Linked DNA regions of Mus musculus: region 1 is linked to region 2. Evidence: chromatin contacts called from public Hi-C data. All regions are on one chromosome and are shown on one strand. Each heading gives the region's core, a stretch centred on a gene start, on an enhancer-like site or on the middle of the called end of the contact. The rest is flanking DNA. Distances are from core to core; before and after follow the strand shown. Region 1 holds the start of Gpbp1 (GC-rich promoter binding protein 1). Region 2 holds the start of 3830408C21Rik (RIKEN cDNA 3830408C21 gene).

What was found. Hi-C and Micro-C count contacts between places; a contact is called where the count stands out from the background.
Region 1: a Hi-C map of uterus shows a contact between it and region 2, with 7 times the contacts expected there. The contact joins the promoter of Gpbp1 here to the promoter of 3830408C21Rik in region 2.

Annotation. Positions count from the first base shown.
Region 1 is chr13:111,487,549-111,494,502 of GRCm38.p6, reverse strand. Gpbp1 (GC-rich promoter binding protein 1) reads left to right here and starts at 4,376. Exons shown (of 13, transcript NM_028487.5): 1 at 4,376-4,785; 2 at 6,133-6,954.
Region 2 is chr13:107,020,903-107,027,554 of GRCm38.p6, reverse strand. It overlaps 3830408C21Rik (RIKEN cDNA 3830408C21 gene), which reads right to left and starts at 4,985. Exons shown (of 4, transcript NR_015471.1): 1 at 3,573-4,985; 2 at 1,100-1,156. Kif2a (kinesin family member 2A) reads left to right here and starts at 5,200. Exons shown (of 21, transcript NM_001374727.1): 1 at 5,200-5,543. The coding sequence starts at 5,480.

The DNA of each region.
Region 1 (6,954 bases), core at 3,127-5,626, 4.5 Mb before region 2:
AAGACCAGACTTCAAAACAATTTTTAAAGGTTTCCCACATTTTTTTTTTTTTTTTTTTTTTTTTTTTGGTTTGTCGAGTCAGGGTTTCTCTGTATAGCCCTGGCTGTCCTGGAACTCACTTTGTAGACCAGGCTGGCCTTGGACCCAGAAATCCACCTGCCTCTGCCTCCCAAATGTTGGGATTAAAGGCGTGTGCCACTATGCCAGGCAGTTTTCCACATATATATATTATCTCAAATACATAACTTTATTCCTTTTAGTGGTTGCACACTTTGAGGGGCAGTTTAGTTATTTTACTTGTTTATTGTGGGGTGTGTGTGTGTGTGTGTGTGTGTGTGTATGAATGAGTGAATTTGTGTTTTGGTTAGCAGACAACTTATAGGAGGTAAGTTCTCTTCTACAGTATGGGTTTCAGGGATTGAAGTCAGTTTGGCTGCAAATGTCTTTACCTGCTGAGCCATCTTACTAGTGCGGAAATTAAGTTTTAAATATTAATTATAAAATAGTATATTCAAATATATACTATTGCATATATTCAAATATATGCACAACAATATTTAAAGTGAAAGTCCTGCTGTGATGACTATTCAAATTATTGTTTATTATTTCTTGTGGGTTTGGGAGATCATACTGACACAGTGACTATAAAGGCTTGGTATGATGAGACTATCCGTTTCTTTATGGTCAAGAAGAAAGGTTCGGGAGTAGGTGGTAGTGCTGCAGGCCTTCAATCCCAACACTCTGCAGGCAGATCTCTGTGAGTTTCAGGTTAGCCTAGTCCAGGGCTGTTACACAGAGAAACCCTGTCTCCAAAGCAAAGCAAAGCAAAGCAAAGCAAAGCAAAGCAAAGCAAAGCAAAGCAAAGCAAAGCAAAGCAAAGCAAAGCAAAGCAAAAGCAAAGCAAAGCAAAAGCACAAAACACAAAAGGCCCCACTCTCCTCAAAAAGACAGTGGAAATTTTTCCCTTTAATGAGAGAATGCCCTTTTACTTCCCAGAGTCCCTAGCCCCTAGAACTCCTATTAGCCACGTCTTTTCTGGTTCTGTGAGCATTTTAATTCTTTCTCTAGAGTGTCCTGTCTACTCTATATGCCTGACTTCCTTGCTGGCTTAAGTCAAAGTCTTTCTCCTTATCAGTTCTTTCACCTCTGGGCAGCTGCTGAGATTGACAGCTTACCTGCCTGCCGGCTTTTCTTTTAAACCCTAATCAAACTGTCCTTTTTGAATAAACTTTGGCTTTGCTTGACTTTCAAAATTCTGCCTTTTAAATCTGTAATTGAAGGAGAATAAAGCCTTTTCCGTGGCTCCAGAGAGTTTCAGTGCCCAGGGTCTGGCGTGTGCTAGGCAGGTGCTGGTGGACCTATACTTGTTTAAAACCAGTTCTCAGTTGGTGGACTTTTCTGTTCCCCAGTTTTCACTCTTACCTGCAAGTTGCGAGAAAAAAAAAAAAAAACCCTTTGCTTCTACAGCATTGTATATTTGGGCTGATATCTTGGGCTATATTAGTTGATGCATGTGGCATATATATATTTACAGTAAGAACTAATTTAAAATTTCTTGAAAACAAAAGAGAAAAATCTCAGAGAGCTTGGTTACAGAAAGATCTCTTCCCCCAGAAGGTGTAATATTGTGTTCACTTGTAATCTATCAGTTGATGTGCCTTGTGGAGACTTCCTTAACTGGGGAAAAGAAAACGACGGGCAGGCTGGTGGAACGGCTAACAGGTCCTTGGTTTTTCTGTGGTTACACAACACTTGCTTAGCAGGTATAAAGAGTAAAGACACCCCCACTTTGACGTCTAGAAGAACCGTGTTCTCCCATCCTCCTTTGGCTTTTTGAAACAGGGTCTTGTGGTCTTGAGCTCCTGGATTCCACAGTGTGCACACTGTCGAACTTGGCCCTTTAGAATTGTTCTTTGGTTCTGTTCGTGGTATAGGGACAAGCTGACTGAGACGCAGCCTGCACTGCAGAACTCAACAGCCTGAGTAACTGTTTTCAGGTAATGTGGGACCTTTGACTTCACTACAGAAAGAATTCCAGGAGAAGCCGGTGTGAAGCGGAGTTAGAGTAGACTTAGAGATTGCTTTTTAAAGCGTAGATTATTTGCTCACTCCAGTGGGTAAAACGAGGGGCTCAGTGAAAGACCACCACACCCAGGAGCAAGGCTGTGGGCTTTTCCAAGTCCGGCACATTTCATTGTCTTTACAGTATCAAAATATTTAAGATTTTGATGTGCTTTGAAGTTAAGTTTGAAAGCTTGTTACAGAACTTAAGTAAGATCACAGGGTGGTTCTCCAGGTATACTGGGCAGTTAACAGTTGAAAAGGTTAAACCAGCCAGGTGGTGCTCAACTTTAATCCCAGCACTAGGGGAGGCAGAGGAAGATCTCTTGAGTTGGATGCCAGTTTGGTCTACAGGGTGAGTTCCAGGACAGCCAAGGTTACACGGAGAAACCCTGCCTCGAACCCCTCTCCCACCAAAGTCAAACCCTAAATCACTAGGGTTGTAAGAGAAGTTAGGATGTTTTCTGTTTCTTCTTTCAAATTTCTAGAAAATATCTGGGAAAGGAGTAAGACCATATTGAAGGTTACATGTTCTTACCTATTCACAGTTCATTGCTATTTTAACATTCTTTAAATCTGAGGCGGGGTCTCATTTGTAGCCCTGACTATCCTGGAATTTTGCTATGTCCTCGAGGTTAATCTGAACTCAGAGAATGCTGGGATTATAGATGTAAGGCACGACTCCAGGATATTTTAACTTTCTTGGAATAGTTTTCTCTAAAGCAGGTGCTGTTCATCTTATTTAATGCCTGACTCTTGGTGAAAGGTACCCTTTTTCTTCTCATGTCCCCATGCATTCCCTCCTCTTCCTGTTCTGCCTAGTTTGATATCAATTCTTAGAAATAGAAACCAGGTGGTGTGTCTTTGAAGGGATAAGGAGAACTCCAGGCCAGCTTGGGTTACATAGCTGAGATCCGAGCTAAATTCAAAAGCAACCCAAGTTCTTTTTCAATATACGTTAATTTTATGGATTCAGGTCTCGTGTAGTGGAAAGAGTTTGGATTAAGACTTAAAACAGAGCTGGGCGGGGTGGGGCATGGTTGTGACCCCAGAGTTTGTAAAGCAGAGGCAAAAGGATCGGGCGTTCAAGGTTCTCTACATAGCTCTTTAGAGAAAGCAACACGAATCCTTGCCTCTCCCGTCCCCACTCGACCCATATTCAAACCCACCTAAAACAAACGGAAGTTTAAACCGGGTAGGTTGAGTAGTCAAGGTCCAGGGAGTAACTGGATCATTTCTAAAATATGAAACCAGCTTATGTAAAAAGTGAGGAAAACACATCTTAGACATTGGCACGATTGAAAAAAGCATCCTTTAGTTTTAAGCCCTTTTTCCCTTTGTACCTAGGGGGCAAGATGGGTAAAGATTGAGGTACAAATTAAGGCGAGTTTACATTCGGCGAACTTATAGGGGTAACGCACTAAACTACAAACCCTATAATGCATATAAAAAGTTTCTGGGAAATGACGCTCCGGTGATTTTCCCTCTTTAGGACGCTTCTCCCTCATTTCTTCTACTTTTTTCCTTTTAGAATTAAATCTCCAACCTTTCCAGAGTGAACCTTTGGCTATATGTAGAGAAAGTGAATACCGTAACTTTTTTTTTTTAAATAATCGTTTGTGCTATGCGGATACCCAGGACAACGCTGATGAAATAATCCATCTCCTTTGGAGTTATTAGAAATAGGAATTACTAGCGCGATGCTCTCTGGCAGCCCTTCGCACTCCGGGGGAACGGTGGCTGCAGCCGAGCCTCGCGCGCCTCCCTAACCCGGCTTCCGCGTGTTAACGTCCCGCACGCTCCGCGTGGCGCGCGACTGCGGCGCCCAATCACTCAGGCAGGGCCGGCTCCGCCCACGGAGCGCTCAGGGCCCGCGCCGAGCGGCCTGCGAGCCACGGCGGGCTTCAGGCGGAGCCGAACGAACGGCGCCCGCCGCCGGCCGTTCCGGGTTGCGCGGCGCTGCCGGGCAGACTCAGAAGCGCCGCACGCCCTGCGAGCCCGCCTGCCCGTCCGGACCGCCTGCGCTCGTCCTCTCCACCCCACCGTTCCCGAGCTCGGGGAGGGCCCGCGGCTGCACAGAGGCGCTCCTCAGGGAACGGACGGGAATTCCCCCTTCCACCGAACGTTCCGGATTGTTCACCGTCCTCACGTCAGCAGCAGGGGGTAATCCCCGGCTCCAGCTGCTCCTGACGTCACCGCGCCGAGACTCCGCCTCCCCGCCCCGCCCCCCGCCCCGCCCCCGCCCTTCCCCCGCGCCAGGCCCAGCCTCCGGGTCCTCCTCAAAGCCCCGCCCCCGGTCTAGCCCCGCCCCTTCCTCTCCCCCAGGCGCCGACGTAGAGGGCGGAGCTTCCCTGACCTGGGGCGTGAGCTGCTACTTGGGCCAGAAGGTTCTGTGGTGGAGGCCCTCCTCCTCCGGCTCCGCCCAGTGGGTTCGTTTGCACCGCGGCTTCCGCACCCTTTCTTCCTCCTCTTTTCCCCTCGCCCCGCCTCCCTCCTCTTACTTCTCAACCTCTCCGCTGCGTCCCCCCTCCCTCGCCACCTTCCACGATCTCGCGAGACTTGGCCCAGAACATTGCGGATCGGGTCGGCGCCATTTTGGGACTGAGACTGGTTGTGGGGGAGGGAAAAGCGGCAAAAGGGGATTATTCAAAGTACCGAAAACCTCCTCCCGGGATCGAGCGCAGCGGCACCCCCAGGCCAGGGGCACCTCTGGTGGGGCAGAAGGTAACACAGTCCCCTGGGCCCCGGACGGGAGTCTCGGGGACCGGGGGAGGGGTTGCCCGTGTCGGCGTTGGGGCTTGAGGGGTCGGGAGCGGCGTTGGTGGCGCGAGGCGTGAGGGTGCGGGCGGCCGGGGGGCGGCGTGAGGCGTGAGGCGCGGGGCGCCCGCCCGTCCTCCCTCCCTCCCTCCCTCCCCCCGGCCGGCGTTGACTCAGCCCGGCGGAGCGGAGGCGGCGGCGGCGGCCGTGGGGCGAGGTGGGCGGCGGGCCTCGGCGGCCGTGGTGGGGGGGGGTGGTGCTCGGCGGCGAAGGCCGGGAACGGCCGGGGCGCCCGCGGCGTCGGGCTAAGACCCCAGGCCCCGGCACGCGCGCCTTCCTGGGCCACCACCAGCAAGGCGGCCCCGGGAACCGGGGAACCGGGGGACCGGGGACTGGAGTCGCGGCGTGCGGAGCCGTGGACTTCCGCCGTGTGCTCGGCGGCGCTTCGCCCTCCCCGCCGCGCCGGGCTCCGTGGCAGTTGCGGTGGTGGTGGTGGCTGCTCGCCCAAGGCGAGCGCTCCGAAGTCGCGTCGGCTCCCGAGTCCGACGGGACCTGTTTATTTTCCCGGGGAGAGCACGGTCCTTAACGGGGTGGACGGGTCGCGTCCCGCACCTCCCACCCCTGGAGTTTTGGCCGAAACCTGTTTGCTTAATTTCAAGGGAATGGGGCCGAGCACCTGGAGCCGAGCGCTGCTCTCCCGGGCTTGGGAGTCAGCCCCCGGGCGAACCGTAGCCACTCGCCCTGCCACGCTCGCCTTGCCACGCTCCCCTCCCGCCCGCCGGCCTGCCCGCCGGCCTTCCTACTAAGCCGTAGTGGGGACAATCCAGCTGCTCCGTCCTCCGAGATTGCGTTTTGGAAGGAGCGTCACGCTCCTTTCCGCCTCTCACTCTCGGAGTCGGGTTCCCCGACGCTCCGTGGCAGCACCACCTGTCCATTTGTTTTCCTTTGGCACATGGGAGAGAATCGGGGAAGAGCACTGCTGAGACCGTGGGCCACTTTCGTAGTTTGAATATTTGCTCAAAGTTTTTAAGTTGGGCGCTTGCAACCTCCAGGGTACTACCTGCACCCAGTTCCCAGTTCAAATCGGAACTCTTCAGTGATATCGTCGCCCACAGTTTTCTAACTCCCTTCATTCAGTAGACTTCATCGAGGGCTAGGAAAAGACTTTTTCCCCAGCTCTCTTTTTACGGCTGTGTGGGAAAAATTTTTTCCCCAGAGGTTAAATTTTTTTCCAAATGGGGGTTAATTTTGATTTGAAAATAAAAACTGACTTAAGTTTTTTGTTTTTGTTTTTTCCTAATACAACTTTTACAGGTGGTTGAATTTGGCGTATGAAGATCATCATCTAGGTTTTGTTTAAAAGGCCCCGGATATTTCAAGTGGCCATTTTGGAATTACAGTTTTGTTTTTGTTTTGGGCAATTTTGCTCCAGAAGTTCATTAAAATTGACAAGAATCATCTCTGAAGTGAATTGATAGTAGTGAACAAATTCAACGAGCTACTAAAAGTCCCAGCCATTTCTTCAGTATTTTGGGTCAAACGGATTATATAAGTGGTTAAAGCATTTCATCTGGTGTTATTTTTGTCTCTTTCCCCTCTCCTGTTTGTGTTCTTCAGCCAAAACTGTAAGATATGTTTGATTTGTGTACCAAGTAGTTTCAGCAGTTTCAAATTACTGTTTAAATATTGCTGAAGTTTTGTGGCAGTTCTTTTTACCTTTATTAAAAGTTTTAGTAATTTTTGACTTCAGCTTTTTTCATATTACAATGGGACAGCTTTTCTAAATGAAGACATTGAAAGAATACAGCGTTTTTTTCTTTTTATCTTTTATTTACTTGGGAATGTAAGATGTTCCATTTTCACACCAGCATGGTAGTATTGAGATAGCTATTTGTCTATACACGCTGATGTTTAGAAGTAATCTTCAGATGTGAAATTTTTCTTTTTGTTTCTGCTTTTTGGCACATAAATTGGCTATTTCTTCTGGAGTGGATAAGTACAACAGTGACAAATACATGGAACAGTAAAGAAGACCTTGCTCTTAAATCCAAGGAACCTGGCTAACTCTGGATCTGACCATATGAAAACTTCAAAGTAAATATGGGTAGCTGACTTCAAGTAACTCTATGTCAAATA
Region 2 (6,652 bases), core at 3,736-6,235:
GGACCTTCAGAAGAGCAGTCAGTGCTCTTAACCGCTGAGCCATCTCTCCAGCCCCATGTCTTAAGACTTTATACCCTGGCACCACTTCCTGTTCTGTCCCTACTTCCTGACTGAAGATGAAATGTGACCAGCAGCTATACATTTCTGCTGTCATGAGTTCTCCATCATGGTGGCTTGCATTGCCTCAAACTGTGAAACAGGGGAAACTCTTCCTCCTTCAGTCTGCTTCTTTATAGCTATCTTGTGACAGCAGGAAGAAAAGGAACTGATATACTTGGCATGTAATACTGGCGTAGAAAGTCCAAAGAGCATGGTTCGGGCATTTGGTGTGGAATTCTCTGATGCACCATAGCAAGGGGAAAAGGAAACACATGTAGAAAGAGCTATTTATATAGGGTGGCTTTGCTTTATAACGGTCTGCTTTAAAAAAAAAGATTTATTTATTTATTATATGTAAGTACACTGTAGCTGTCCTCAGATACTCCAGAAGAGGACATCAGATTTCATTACCGATGGTTGTGAGCCACCATGTGGTTGCTGGGATTTGAACTCGGGACCTTTGGAGGAGCAGTAGGCGTTCCTATCACCAGCCCCAACCATCTGCTCTTAAAAGAACTAATTCAGTCACCTAAGACCCAACCCATTCTCTGGAGACAGTTGTTAATCTTTTGGAAGGTGGTATTCTCATGATCCAGTCATCTCCTACCAGGTCCCAGCTCAGAATTCCAACCACCACAATGACTTTAGTTTGGGGACCAACCACCAATCACAAGAATCTTTGTAGTGGGAAAACAAAACAAAACAAAACAACACAAAAAATCCCACATTCAAACCATAGCAAAGATACAGAAGGTATGATAGATGGAAACCAAAATGAAACCAAACACTAAACCCCACTAAAACAAACAAACAAACAAACAACAAAACCCCAAACTAAAAACCAATACAGGACAAAAAGATTGTTAACTCGGCTTAGTTCAAATACCATATGAAAGATTTGGTGGGGGACATCAAAATAAGTCAACCACAGTGGCACATAGATGCAACAAGAGCAGGTAGGAAAATGAGACAGGAATTAGGAATTCCAAGTTGTCCTTACCTCCATAGTGAGGATAGTTTGGGCTACCGAAGATCTCATCTCAAAAAGCCGGCAAATCTAGGGGATGAACAAAATGTAAACAATACAAAACCAAAGAGTGAAAACGGAAAAACAAAAATGTATCAATTTCTTTATGGTGGTGGTGGTGGTGGGGTTGTTGGATAAAAGCCCAATGTTGATACATTTCCACTTTGTTTTATAATAAACTATTTTTAATGATATTAGATAAATATGATGAGTATCATACAAAACACCCAAGCAAGTTTACTTCCTTATTTACTAGAAACTAACACAAATGAAGTCAAGCAAAAAACCTCAGAATTCTAACAGAAAACTGAATCCGAAATGCTTTAAGTACATTTATACTACTTAATGTTAACAGCATGTTACTTTGTGAAAGGATATTTGAAACTGTTTCTAGTTAGGGTGTGGCTCAGCCCTTTGCACACATTTTTAATCCCTCTGGCTGGAATACAGACATGCCCTTAGTATTCACCTTTAATCTCAGACAATGAAGGGAAAGTTCGTTGGGAGAAGGAAGCATCCGAGTTTGTAAGTGATGTCTCATTGAGAGGACAGAAAAATGATGAGTCAGAGAAAGATCTGACACAATAAGATCTGCCCAACTCTCATGAGAAGAGAGAGGAAAAGGAAGCCACTTGAGGGAGAGACCGAGAGCACAGGAGGAGGGGAGTGTGGTACAGGAACACAGTAGTTTGTGGAGAACAAGACAGAATTGAGAGGGAGAACAGAGCAGCACAAAAAGAGAATTGGAAAGAAGAGGGCAGTTTTCCTAGGACAGTTTTACAGAGACAGGTTGAAGAGAGAACAAGCTAGACACAGGTGAAGATAGAATGAGCCAGAGAATGAGAAGGAGCCAGAAGATTGCCAAAGATAGTTCAAGACCAAGCAGAGCAAAAAGCCAGACATGCAGAGAAGCCAGATTGAATCAGTGAGCTTGAGAGGAGTTTGAGACAAAACAGCCGGCCAGAGATCAGAAAGAAAAAGGAAGGGTGAGCTTAGTCGCTTAGTCGGCACAAAGTCTCAGGGGCTGAAAACACGCTAGGTCTAGATTAGATTGTAAGGAGGCTAGAAGCTCCTGGGACAAGGCACAGGTTAGCAGTCGGAAGCAGTAAGCCTCCGAGATGACAATTATTACAAGAGAGTAAAAGTTACTTTTATATTACTTTATGCGACCTATGTTCCATTGGCATTTCAGAACTTTAAACATGGAGGACAAATGACCATAATGCTATGGTTTGAATATGACACAGGCCCCATGGGGCTTTGGCACACACGGTCTTCATCCAGCTGGATGGTACTGTTTCGGTAGACTATGGAAACCTTTGGAACATGGGGCTTAGCTGGTAGATATTGACCAATGGACAAAACTTGAGGCTATATCTCAGCCCAGGGACCAGTCCCATTCTCTGCTCCCTGATCTTCCAACAGGTGAGGTACCTCTGTCACACACTCCCACTGACATGTCTTCCGCACCACAATGGACTGTATCCTTTGAATTCTGGGCAAAACTAAACTTCTCTCCCCTTAAGTTGGTTCTGTCCAGGATTATTCCATGCAATAAGAATTTGTGTGTGTGTGTGTGTGTGTGAGAGAGAGAGAGAGAGAAAGAGAGAGAGAGACAGACAGACAGACAGAGAAAGAGACAGAGACAGAGACAGAGACAGAGAGAGGAGGAGGTGATGAGGAAGGGTTGGAGAGAGGCCCAGTTGTGGGAAGCCACATGTGCCGTTGCAGAGTGGCACTGACTACTGCTGGCCACCACGCATAAGTTTGGACAAACAACCAATGTGTACATATGCAGTAAAGTTTTTTGCAAAGACACTGCCTGGCCCGGGCATGATAATGAGGTTCTGTAAGGTACTGAGAGTATAACCAATCAGATGTGAGACATGCAAATGAGGTATGATAATGAGGTTCTGTAAGGTACTGAGAGAGTAACCAATCAGATGTGAGACATGCAAATGAGGTATGATAATGAGGCTCTGTGAGGTACAGAGAGAGAGAGTAGCCAATCAGATAAGGAACATGCAAATGAGGCGTAGTGCATAACCAATCCGGGTGTGAGACACGCCTCTCCTAGGCCTATAAAAGCAGCACCAGTTCTGGGCTCGGGGTCTCTTCGCCTCTACAATCAAGCTCTCCCAATAAACTTGTGCAGAAGGATCCTGTTGCAGCGTCGTTCTTCCTGGCCAGTCGAGCGCGCGCAAGACCCAGCGATTAAGAGCATTAATCACTGGCTGCTCTTCTAGAGGTCCTGAGTTCAATTCCAGCAACCATGTGGTGACTCACAATCTCCTATAATGGGATCTACTATCCTCTTCTAGTGTGTCTGAAGACAGCTACAGTGTACTCATATAAATATTAACAAATAAATCTTTGAAAAAAAAGAAAAGTTCCTATGTATACATAGTTATAGATCAAACATGTCTATTTACAAAGTGATACTTACCACTTTGCAAGAATCCCTAGGCAGAAGAGTCATCTAGGCTGGAGTGGGTGGAGCAGGTTTTACAAAGACAGTAGGCTTTCAGGGCTAGCAGTTTAGCTCACTTGGTAGAACACTTGCTTGTTGGTGTTGTAGTTGCCTCTCTTTCTGGGATAAAGCACCATGACCAAGACAACCGACAAAACAAAAGTGTTTCACTGTGCTTATGGTTTCCTAGGTTTGAAGTCCATGATGGTGGAACAAAGGCATGCTGGCCTCAACACCTGAGCGCTCACCTCTTGATGCACAAGTAAGAGGTCTAGAAAGCTAACTCTAAATGGTGTCTTTTGAAACCTCAGCGCCTGATCCTAGTGAAACCCTTTCTCTAATAAGGGCACATTTCCTAATCCTTCCCAAACAGTTCCAACAATGGGGACAAAGTATTCAAGCACATGAACCATTCTCATCCACAATGCTCTCATCACGTACAAAGTCCTGGATTCTATCCCCAGTACCACATAAACTAGAAGTGATGGCTCACACCAGTAAGGCATTCAAGATTATCCTCACTACATAGCATGGTTAAGGCCAGCTTAGGTCAAATGACACCCTATCTAAAAAAAAAAAAAAAAAAAAGTAAATAACAAGTGAAAAATGTAGGGAGGTGAGAGGAAGATTTAAATAATCAGGGGGAAGGAGAAGAGATCATATTATCCTAGATCATGGGGGAAGATGAAGAAACCAAGATGCAGGAATGGGCAGGCAGGGAGTAACTGAGGAGAGTAGTAAGTCATTCTACAAAGAATTTACGACAAAGCTGGTGGAGGTTACACTTCAGTTTACACGCTTGTCTACCTGGCCCCCTCTGCTTGGCACTCTCCATGTTGCTGTAGTCAGCTCAGCCACATGACTGCAGAAGAGGCTCATTATTCAACGTTCTTCAAGTCTCTGCTCTGATTTTGAGTCATAGCTGCTGGAGTTAGAGACTAGGGCAAGTAAGCCTTGAGCTCTACTGAAGCAATAGGATAGCAGGACAGGCCCGCTGGTAGCCCAGGAGGGCTTCGCTTTGAATTGCAATGAGCTGGGAAGTAAAGGGCAAGGGGAGGTCTTCGTTCCTACTCAGGGTGGACGACACCCTTTCGACCCTCCATAATTGATGGGAAGCCTGAACCAGGCATGCCCCGGCCTTAATAAGGTTCCTCAAGGACCGGCTGCCCCGGAGTGGCATGCGATCTGACAGCCACAGAAATGCACTGAGCCAGTTCTTTAATCGGTCAGTGCCCCTCAGTCCCGCGCCCCGAAAGCCTCGATCCCACTCGGCCCTCAACCCGTTCCTGCGGCAGCGTGCACGCGGAGCGGGAGCTCTGGAAGGACGTCGCGAGTCGTTTCCCGCGCCTCGTAGGCCGCCGCGTGCGGAATCAAACCCGGCGCGGGTTCGTACCCGGCCGGGCCGCGCGCGCTCCCGTTCCCGTTCCCGTTCCCGCGGACGGCTCAGCCCCGCCCGCCGCCAGGCCGCAGCCGAGCTGGGCGGGGCCGCCTGCAGCCCGAGCGCGCGGGCGCACGGCAGGAAGCCGCGGGCCGCCGGGTGTGCGCAGGCGCGCGGCGCCCCGCCTCTCCAGCGTCCGTAGGGGCGGGCGGCGCGAGCCCTCCCACTCTTCCCCCGCGCCGCCTCACGGCTGCGGCCCTCGCTTCACCCGGACGCCCGGCGTGCGCGCCCGCCCGCCCGCCCGCCCGTCCGCCCGCCCGTCCGCCCGTCCGCCCGCAGGCCCGGGGCTTCAGCCCGCTCGTCCGCCGCCGCTCTCGCCGCGGCCCCGCTCGCGTCCACGCTGCCTCCCGGACCGGCGCGGACGCGGGCCACCGCTGCCCCTCCCGCCGCCACCCCGCCCCCTCCCCGCCTGTTTCGCCCGCCTGCCGCCGCTCCGGATGAGGTGATGGCAACGGCCAACTTCGGCAAGATCCAGATCGGGATTTACGTGGAGATCAAGCGCAGCGATGGTGAGCCGCGCCTCTGGCCGCGTCGGGCCGGCTGCCCCTTTGATTGCTCTACGGGTTGTGGGGGCGGGAAGGCGGCGGCCCGGCGCTTTTGTGTGCGGCGTTGTGCGGGTGAGGCGGGCGTGGGGTCCGCCCGGGCGCCGCTGCAGTGCGGGGCCCCGGCCGCAGGGCGGGAGCCGCTCCCGGGTTCGCGGTCCTCTCCCCCCAGGGGACTCCGTTAGGGTTGCCCGTGCCTCGCGCTGCCTCTACTCTGCCTTTTACCGGTCTCTGCCTCGGTGGCGTGGAAAGGGTGGTAGCGTGAAGATCGGGGATGTCGGCACCGAGAGACCCGACTGGCAGCCAGAGGCCATTGGGGAGCCATCCGGTTGTTGTTAAGTGCTATCCGGTTGTCAGGCCTCTTTGCCTGTTCTCCCCCAAGCATGCTGCTTTCTTCTGCTGATCCAAGTGCAGAGAAGGCTGCACTCGGCCATGAAAAGGGGTGGGGGAGTAACGGGAAAGAAATACTCGGTACGCTTCACCAAGGTGATGCTACTGAAAGGGAAGGAGAGGATGGAGAGAGGATGGACGCAGTCCACGGGAGACACTCCTGAGAGGGTGGGCGACCGGATGTTGATATTTTCACACCCTGGGGAGGTAACTGAGAGAAGTGTAAGGCGAGGGGAAGAGACATGTTTAATTCATTTAAAAAAAAAGACCCATAGGCTGCTTATGGATGTTGCTGTAGGTTCCTCGTAGGGGGGAAATATTTTTATCACTTCTAAGTGTAAAGTGAAAATCATCCATATTGTAAATGAAATAACTGAGTAGAAGGGGATGAATGAAATGCTAGTGTTAGGAATTGATTCTTGACTGCATCTCACTTGTACCCAATTCCTTTTACTTAATTGTGGCCTATTCACCATCCTTTACCGCAATTAATAAGGGCATGGCCAAAACACCCATTTCTTGGTTTCTACCAAATTTGATCAAGTCACATCAGTATACATGAGTAGATTGGTTTTCCTGTTATTTATGATGTGTTGGAAGTGGTTAGTGATTTTTTTTTTCTCTCCCTCTTTGCAGCTGAAGTAATTTGGTAACTGGAAGGATTATTTTGTGTATTATATATTTTT